3 separate regions of the Gossypium hirsutum genome follow, and regions 1 and 2 are each linked to region 3. A link is a contact called in public Hi-C data. All regions are on one chromosome and are shown on one strand. The core of a region is the stretch at or near the end of the contact, and the rest is flanking DNA. Distances in the headings are between cores, read along the strand shown.

Region 1 (3,063 bases), core at 66-2,565, 150 kb before region 3:
AACATAACAATCCATCACCAATGAAAGATTTACAACCAAAAGACAAGACTGATGCTTGTTACTCAATCATTCTAGTATGTCCATGATACTTTTTTTTTCTAAACCCTAAACATATCCCACCATATATTTTATGCATACGCATCTCCTATTGATTTTCACTCCACCAAAAAGAAAAGAAAAGAAAAACAATTTTTTATCAAAGTTCAGCACTTGATCTACTTATCTTCAATCTCCTCACAACTGACAAGAACATCCTACAGTACATGCATATATAGAACAGCTTCAGCTGTGGTGTACTATAAGGAATGACCATCATCACCATATATAAGACATATGGAAATGTTGTTTACTTACTGCCAAGGAACATCACCAACCATCATCCAATCCCGTTCCTTGTCTTCATATGTTAGTACATGATATTCCTCGAAATAATCTCCATTCACCTCAGCCTCAGCCCCTGCATGGATTCGTCAAAACTTCTGTTCAGGGAGAAAAGAAAAAACAGCTGTTGCATTTTTAACGAAGGAAACAAAAGAAGTAGAAAGATGAAACTTAACAGATGAGGTTTGTATTAAACATATGTTCAAGAGTTTTTATCAGGTCACAGTAACTCCGGCGAGCCAACAGGTCTACTTTTCTACCAATAGGAATTCCTTCCATGTAAACTTTGACATAAAAAGTAGCACTGTTGCACTCATCTTGTTCGGCAAGCTCCAGCCTTAGCAGCGGCTTTATTGGCGATCTTTGCTTCCTGATATACATGTATACGTACCAATTTACCCAAAACAAATGGTAGTGTTTCTTTTGAAGATGATGGTGAGTAAATAACTAAACACGCACCTTGCATAAAGAGGAGAGGTTGAAATGCTAAGACCAAGGCTAAGATCGGTGTTATGGTCCCTCTGCGAAGAGGAAGAAGCAGCAGTAGCAGTGCTTGAGGAATCAAAGTGGTTGCTGCTCCCTATAGAAGATGAACAATAACTAATTGCCCTTCTCATTTTCTGAGATGTGGGAACTAAGACTGAAGAACAAAAGCCGCCACCTTTGGTTTAAATAACCAGAAAGAGAAGGAAATACTGTATATATAATGGAAAACAGTGGTAGTAAGTATTGGTAGAGAATCAAGAGAGGCAGTTCTTTCATATTCCTGGCCATGGTTGGGATGATATGTCGTCAGAGCAGCCGACATGTATACGTCTTATCTCATGATTTTAACTTTTTGTTTCTTGGGAGTTAAATTCAAGGAGGCTCCATGTGCGGGTTCTGTTTTGCGTTTGCTTCTCTTGTGTGCAAGTTCAAGGATTCATGCACAACACACGGGTAATTTTATAGCCTTCCGCATTTATATTTAGTCACCACCTCATGGCATAAATGTTTGACTTGTCTTTTGGTAAACCATATCTGAATTGAAATATTAGTAATTTTATATGGTAAAATAGTATTTATTATATAATTTATTTTAATAAAAGATAATTATTATTTATATTTTCCATAAAACAGAATTTAAAAGATATCATGATGAAGTTATGCATTAAAACTCAAATTGTTGTTCTTTTTAAAACAAAATCCTTTTTCCTCACGTGGAAAGGAAACTCTTGTTTTACCTTAAAAATAAAAGGCTTGGTTATCATCGTTGTGTATCTATCACCTTAATAATTAACTCTAAGAAAAAGGGGAACAAGAAAGATTGGCTTGCACCAAAAGAAACGCCAATTTTGCGAGAAAGAAACTACAGGAAGGAAGATCTAAGATGAGAAAAAGCAAAAGCTGATGTCCCCCACCATTTCTTGCCCAAATCTATGTTAGCTTCGAAGGGCCATGGGATGGGAAACCTATTGTTTTACTGTTCCCAACACTTTTTTTTTGTCCCTTTAAACACAATACTGTTTGAACATAAAGTTTTTTTAACATGCCAACGAAATAGTGACATCTAAATTCGAATTTTAAAATTTCTAATTATTATTTAAAAAAACATTTTTCCTCATTTACAGTAATTTTTTCTAATTATTATTATGGGTCAAACTTGCTATTGCTTTATATTTCAGAATACCAAAATTGTCAAGGATAGGCCCGGGTGAGGGCATTTTCCCATTTTAGGGGTTGCGCTAAAACTTTTTCTTCCCTGGTTTTTTCCCTATAATTTTTTTCAATGACTTATATTTTGAAATTATTACTCCGTTTTTAAAGCGTCGATAAGTTTAGGGGCCTTTGCTAGCGATAACCCCCCCCCCCAAAAAAAAAGAAGAAATCTGCCGCCCAGTCTCAGGCTAAACATGAAGCTTTCCTTAAAAACCTAACTGGAAATTTAGGTAATTTCCATGCAGAAGGGAAGTTTAGGTGAGAAATAAAACATAAGGCATGTTCTTCTTGGCACTAATTTTAGAATAACTCCGACTCCTAAAATAACAAATATTAAACAATAAAATGATACTTAAATTATATTAATTTTCTTAAATTAATACCTAAATTATTAAATCTTTACCTATTTTACCCCAACTATTAGCCCATTAGAATATAAAAATTCAGCCAATCACAATTACTGCCCATGTATTTCCAGATTTTCTTAGATGTTATTCCCGTCAAACAATTTTTATTTTCTCATCAACCAAACACCCAACAAAAAATTTATTGCTTCTTGTACAAAGCTTCCACCATTTATTATCTTCAAGTTTCAACTACTTCTACCATTTTCAAGCTTTCAGTCTTTTTCTTTCTTCACCTTTCGTTTTGGGGTGTTCTTATTTTTTAAGTTTTTTTTTACTAAAACATTAATGGAATTAAAGGGTCAGATGCTAAAATGGCGTTGACATTTGAATCTATTCAAAAGAATCAAGTTAAATAGCAATAATGAATCGATTCAAACATAAAAAAAAAAAGAAAAAAAATTTGAGTCAATCAACAAAACAATCAATTCAAGTAAGCAAAGAATCTATTCAAATGAAATAGCAATGCTTTTGGTGCTCAAGCAAAGAAAAGAGAGAGAAGAAGAAGATGAGCCAAAAATTTTAGTTGAACAAATCTGCAAATTAATCTCATTTACTTTTTTATTCTTCAAAAACTGCT
Region 2 (2,700 bases), core at 7-2,506, 190 kb before region 3:
TCATGTGAGGCTTTTCTGCTGGTTTCTCATAGATATCAATTTCTACATTTTAAATCCCTTTCATTACCATAGGGACCATAACAACATAGAATTAAAAAATAATAATAATAAACAGCTCTTTCATTCCATTCTGACTGCAAAAAAAAAAAAAACTGGCAAGTCATATTGAACTTGAAGCAGAGCCCTTTAATTGGGTTCGTCACCATCAAGAATTTCCTCCATGATTTGATTGATAGCACTTCCTCGAGCCTATAGTTTAAAAGACAAATATTTCAGCACATAGTCAAAAACACCCTAGGTTAAAAAACAATCAGCAAATTCGAGATCCTAACCTTTACTCCAATTGCAACAGCTGTTTTTAGCTTTACAAGCTCACCCAATCTTAAGGACCCCTTTTTATCATCTTTAACAATGATCAACGGTACCTTTCTTGATTTAGCCAACGTTGGCAGGTGCTTCGTCAGCCACTTTGGGTTGCAATCAGCAGCTAACAGTATAGCCTACAAACGCAACAAACATACACCAAGTCTCGAGCTACTTAACAGCAAACGTACAAGCAATAAAAAACTAACCCTAGCTGCTTGTTAAAACATGGGTAAAACCAGGATAGCTAACCTGAAATCTAACAAAAGGTGATTGGGCAGTGCTCCCGTCGTCAATAATGGCTGCCATCCGTTCAAGTACACGTGTTACGTCATTAACACCGATTGCAAATTGTTGCTAAAATGCCACAAATATTATAATCAGACAATAATAAAACCACAAGGTTAGTCGAAAAAAATGAGTACAGCATTGGCTAAGACATCAAACCTTAAGCCACACTTTTTCAGGCAAGGAGTTTCCAGCCAGCGCTCTGGCTGACTCTATCCCTCTGTTCATTGAAATAACATAATAAAATTTAACTACGTAAAACAACAAGTAGTTGAATTGAAAAAAAAAGGGTATTTGTTAATCGAAGCTAATTGTTTCGAATTATTTACCTTCGGATTGATTCAAGCACGTGAATGAGCCGTTCTCCTTCATAGCAACTTTCAGGACCCGAAGAAAAATAAAAAAGTAAGAAATCAAAAGACAGTTTTTATAAAATCTAATGAAATTAAAAGAGACATACTCTTGCTGTTGAGGAAGGGCGCCATCCTGAATGTTGTTTTTGGCCGCCTTGTTTCTAGGCGGCATGTTTCTTGTTTGCAGAGTTCGCTCGCTACTTCTTCGATGAAAAGTTCATAAGAAATCTATTTAGAAAAGTTCATTGAACTTTATGGGGTATTATGGTCCTAAAATTGGCCCATTTATATAGTTGTCAAGTTAATAGGCCCATGGCTAGTTCCAATCTTGCATGGCTATAACATTTTAAAAAAAAAATTCATTCCTTCTAAAAAAAAAAACTAAACCAAATCCAATGATCCAAAAAAGGAAAAGTTTAGGCTTATTATCCAAAGAGATGGAAAAAAATAGAGGTAAGCAATGATATTAGCAAAGTGTGACCGGTTTAAATATACTACAATCTATTCTTTCAAATTTTAAAATTTAATCTTTATATTTTAATTTAAAGGACATTAAATATTTATATTTTTTTATTTAAAAATTTTGGTCTCTCCGTTTAATTCCATCATTAAAGTTAACCATGTCAAAAGTAAAATAATTTTTTAACGCTCAATAATTATATTTTCATCAATTTGGTCCTTTTACTTTAAAATTACATAAAATTCTTAAAATATTATTTTCATACTTTAAATAAAATTAATAAAAATTAAAAAATATATAATTTTTATAAAATTTTAAAAATGGTTTTAAAAAATATAAATAAAAATTTCAAATCTCAATGTTATCTAAATCAGACTGAACCAACTAGTTCGATGGGGAACCTGTTGGGTATCGGTCCAATGAGAGGTAAAAAAATTAGTTGATTTGCGAATCGATACAGATTGGTTGAATCAAGTGAAAAATCAGTTGAACCGATTTTGAATTGGTCTAACAAATTGGTTCTAAACAACCAGCCCAATCATTTCAAAACAAATAAATTATTAAAAATTATAAAGATAGATCCAATTGCCAATTCAACTATGCTTCAGTCCGGTTCAACTAGTCTATATCGATTAATAGGTCTATCGAATTTTAAAACTTTTAAACTTTTTTAGCCCTCTACATTTATAGTTTTTTTGACAATTTGGTCCATACTCTTTAAAAGTATGCAAATTTTTTAGGTAAACTACCTAACTAGTAACTCAACTTTTTAGGTGCTTTCATTTTGGTCACTCAAATAAAAAAATTTCAAATTGGTCGCTACCGCTACAATAATTTATTGTTTTGGTCACCTATCCATTTTCTCATTAACGAAGCCTGATTTGACATGACACATAATGTGCATATAATTAGTCGTTGTAGGCTGATATTTTCCATGTAAGTATATAAATATTTTAAATCCATTCTCTTCTTTTCTTTTCACCATAATGTAAAAGCTCTAATCCAAAAATTATCTTTTTTCATAAACTTTCTAGTATGTTTTCTCTTAACGAATTTCCTGATAGATGCAATAATTGTAAGCTTGCAAGACAGGTTTGTTCTTTGGGAGTGTTCTCAATGAGATTATTGTTTGAAAGATCCATGGTGGTAATTAGTTAAAGAATGTGGTATATTCATGGAGTCTCCCTTTCATACTAGCAATTCGCTCCTTAAAAACTCCCATTAACGAAGTAATCA
Region 3 (2,791 bases), core at 264-2,763:
TACAAAGGAAATCAAACTACTAAGAGTAGTCAATGAAACCACTAAAAGGTCCTTTCCTGACATAGGAAAGGTCAAATGACTTTAGAATCTAAGACCAAAAAAAGGATGAAAATCAATCTTTATTAGATAATGTGGTGTTGAAGTATGTTGGCCAAACCTCCAATTGGATGAGCCAGCTGTTTGAACCAGAGCGAAACCCACGATCCAGATGATAACCAGGAGGCGTCCCATCCAAACAAACTGTGAAACCCAAGGCATGAAAAGAAAGAAAATGAAAAAAAAAAAAAGAAGGGAAAAAGGAGTCTCATATCTCAACAGGAATCAAGAATCAGAATTTCAGGGCAGTCCTGGAATGCAAGAAGTAAATGATGCGTTGAAGTTTGAGAAGTACCAGCTCCTTTAGAAGCAGCTCCTTGAATGAGAGTAAGGGGAATCATGAGAGAGTTGGCACCAGGGGATACTGCATCTTTCTCTAAGAAGGAGAGTAATCTGTCTTTAGCTTTAAGTTCTTGCAACCCATCTTCAGATCGGCTCCAACCAATCCCAACTACACTCCACAAGCTCAAAACCCATATCAGAACTCGCTTCATTATTTCTCTCTTTTGTCCTTTTCACTCCTCTTCTAGATTACAGCTAACTCTAAAAACCAGGGAAAGAAAGAAAAATAAACAAACAATGTATTCAGTGTAGGAGTTCGAAAAGCTTTGCAAAGAAAGCTAAAACCTAAAAATGAGGATGAAGGTGGAACACTTTCAAGGGGAGTGATAATGGCTAGAGATTTCAGCTATGAATTTTGATAAACCCCATTTTTGAATGACAGCAGAAATGAAGGCAAGATGCTACAGTTGAGCGACATTCACTGCTTAGTCAGCCACAAGAGACCGTTGCCTGTCTTGTACCTTTTCCATATGTTTATTGTTTTTTTATCCGTAGACTCTCGTGCAATACTTTAGGCAGCCGCAATCCTTTCCAACTAGTGTAGTTATTTTTCTTGAATGCTCCTCCTAAAATTACATTTACCTTCTTTTAAAACTTCTTCATCTTCCCAACTTCAATCTTCTTTCATTTTATGTCCTTGGAGACGAATGGAAACATTTGGTTTTGGGGCAAAGCAAACAAAACAAGTAGAATTAGGGGGAAAAAAAAGAGAGTAGGTTGGGATCAACTATGAATATGAACACCGACATAGACAGATTCCTGTTCCAGTCCTGTAGTGGTACTAAAACTAAACTAATACTATGCTTACCGACTATGTATTATTGCATGGTCTATGAATGATCATATAAAAATGCTCCACATCCTTACGCTCTCTAAATCCGCCGATAATACGCCTTCCGGTAATTGCGCTCTATTTTTTACTTTGAATATTTCCTGCATCATTTTCTGGTATTGGGCTAAGTAATAAATTACAAGCGAAAACAAAAAACACTGAATTTTGTTTTAGCTAAATATGCTGGAGGATAAGAAAAACATAATAATATCCTTCTTTATTTATTGCTGAAAGTGCATGTATATTGACGAGAAAGAAAAGAGCAAATTTTGAAGAACAATATTCTTTTTTCTCGCATTCAAATACTGAAGGAGCATTGTCTTCATCCCTTTCTATTTTATAAGAAATTATCCTGCCTCTTTGATCTTTTTGAATTCATCAATTTTAATCACTATACTGTAAATTTCATCCGTATTTTGTAATTAGATCAACTCTAAGTCCATGCACTTTTTAATTTTTTCATAAATTATAATTATTAATTTATTAACCAAAATTTTAAATAATATATGAAAACAATAAACTAACGTGACATTATACATATAATAATATATTTGCAACATCAGATTTCAGAAAATTTAACATAAATAATTTATCAATTATCATTTGATAAGTACAAAAACTAATATCAAAATTTAAAACTTTTTTTTTCTCTTTAGCCAACAAAGTTAGAATATGTAAAATTCATATTATAATGGGATGTGCACTTGGCAAATTGAATCCCTAAATTTTTATTACAAATGTAATAAAAAGAATCAAAATTTGTAAACTAAATAATCCCAACGTCGTCAAGATACTGAAGCAGTTGATAAGGACCCCTCATCTTCGCCAAAATGGTAGTGCTCATAGACATCAAGCAACAATTCCCTGCATGGTACAACAGCCCCTAGCTTAATGCAAGCCAAGAAAGCACCTGACAATTTCCGATGAAGACTGTAGGCCTCGTCTGGGGGTGGTGTAAGGCGGTGCCTCAGCATTGTTGCCCCGAGGTTTGAAATGCTTTGAGTAATATTAGTTGAGCGGAAATCATAGCCACCAGACTTTGAGAATGGCAATCCCACAACAAAACCAGCCTGAACGTGAGCCTCCAACATTACCTCTGATTCCTTTCCTGTCAAGAATCCAAGTCTCTGTGACATCTCAATAACTGCTGCTCTGTCATTATTTGCGCAAGCCATAACCTGGTCGAATACATGCAAGGAAGTAATCCTTCAGTTCACAACTACGGACAATCAACTCTGAAAATGGCAAAAGTTAAACCGCAACACAAGGTTGAACACCTCATAGAATTAGTAAGCGTGAAGCAAAGCCACCCTCAAGATCAAACTATATAGAGGTCTAGTAAGCAAGAGTCTAAAAGTAGAAAAATCCATAAAGGCTGAAGACAAACATATGGCTGGTTTTCAACCTAAATGTCAAAAGCAGCTTGTGCTATTCGTGTGGGAAAAAGAAAAAGAAAAAATTTGATGCCACGAGCATTTTTGAAGGGAACAGACCATTCGCAAATAGTCATCAACAAATCGT

Evidence for each region. A called contact is a pair of places that touch in the nucleus more often than the background predicts.
Region 1: a Hi-C map of leaf shows a contact between it and region 3, with 1.7 times the contacts expected there. The contact joins the promoter of LOC107923044 here to the promoter of LOC107943121 in region 3. A contact is called at or near these places in 3 of 34 Hi-C or Micro-C datasets (leaf and seedling).
Region 2: a contact with region 3 is called in a Hi-C map of leaf, with 1.7 times the contacts expected there. The contact joins the promoter of LOC107923626 here to the promoter of LOC107943121 in region 3. A contact is called at or near these places in 2 of 34 Hi-C or Micro-C datasets (both in leaf).

Annotation. Positions count from the first base shown.
Region 1 is chrA11:11,071,132-11,074,194 of Gossypium_hirsutum_v2.1, forward strand. It overlaps LOC107923044 (auxin-responsive protein IAA30), which reads right to left and starts at 1,316. Exons shown (of 3, transcript XM_041081044.1): 1 at 841-1,316; 2 at 558-751; 3 at 1-457. The coding sequence starts at 998. The coding sequence ends at 351.
Region 2 is chrA11:11,024,619-11,027,318 of Gossypium_hirsutum_v2.1, forward strand. LOC107923626 reads right to left here and starts at 1,257. Exons shown (of 6, transcript XM_016853814.2): 1 at 1,112-1,257; 2 at 981-1,028; 3 at 811-871; 4 at 616-720; 5 at 333-500; 6 at 1-249. The coding sequence starts at 1,176. The coding sequence ends at 187.
Region 3 is chrA11:11,219,168-11,221,958 of Gossypium_hirsutum_v2.1, forward strand. LOC107943121 (pectin acetylesterase 6) reads right to left here and starts at 1,514. Exons shown (of 13, transcript XM_016876866.2): 1 at 392-1,514; 2 at 158-240. The coding sequence starts at 590. LOC107943120 (protein ABC transporter 1, mitochondrial) reads right to left here. Exons shown (of 8, transcript XM_041081050.1): 7 at 2,764-2,791; 8 at 1,835-2,448. The coding sequence ends at 2,056.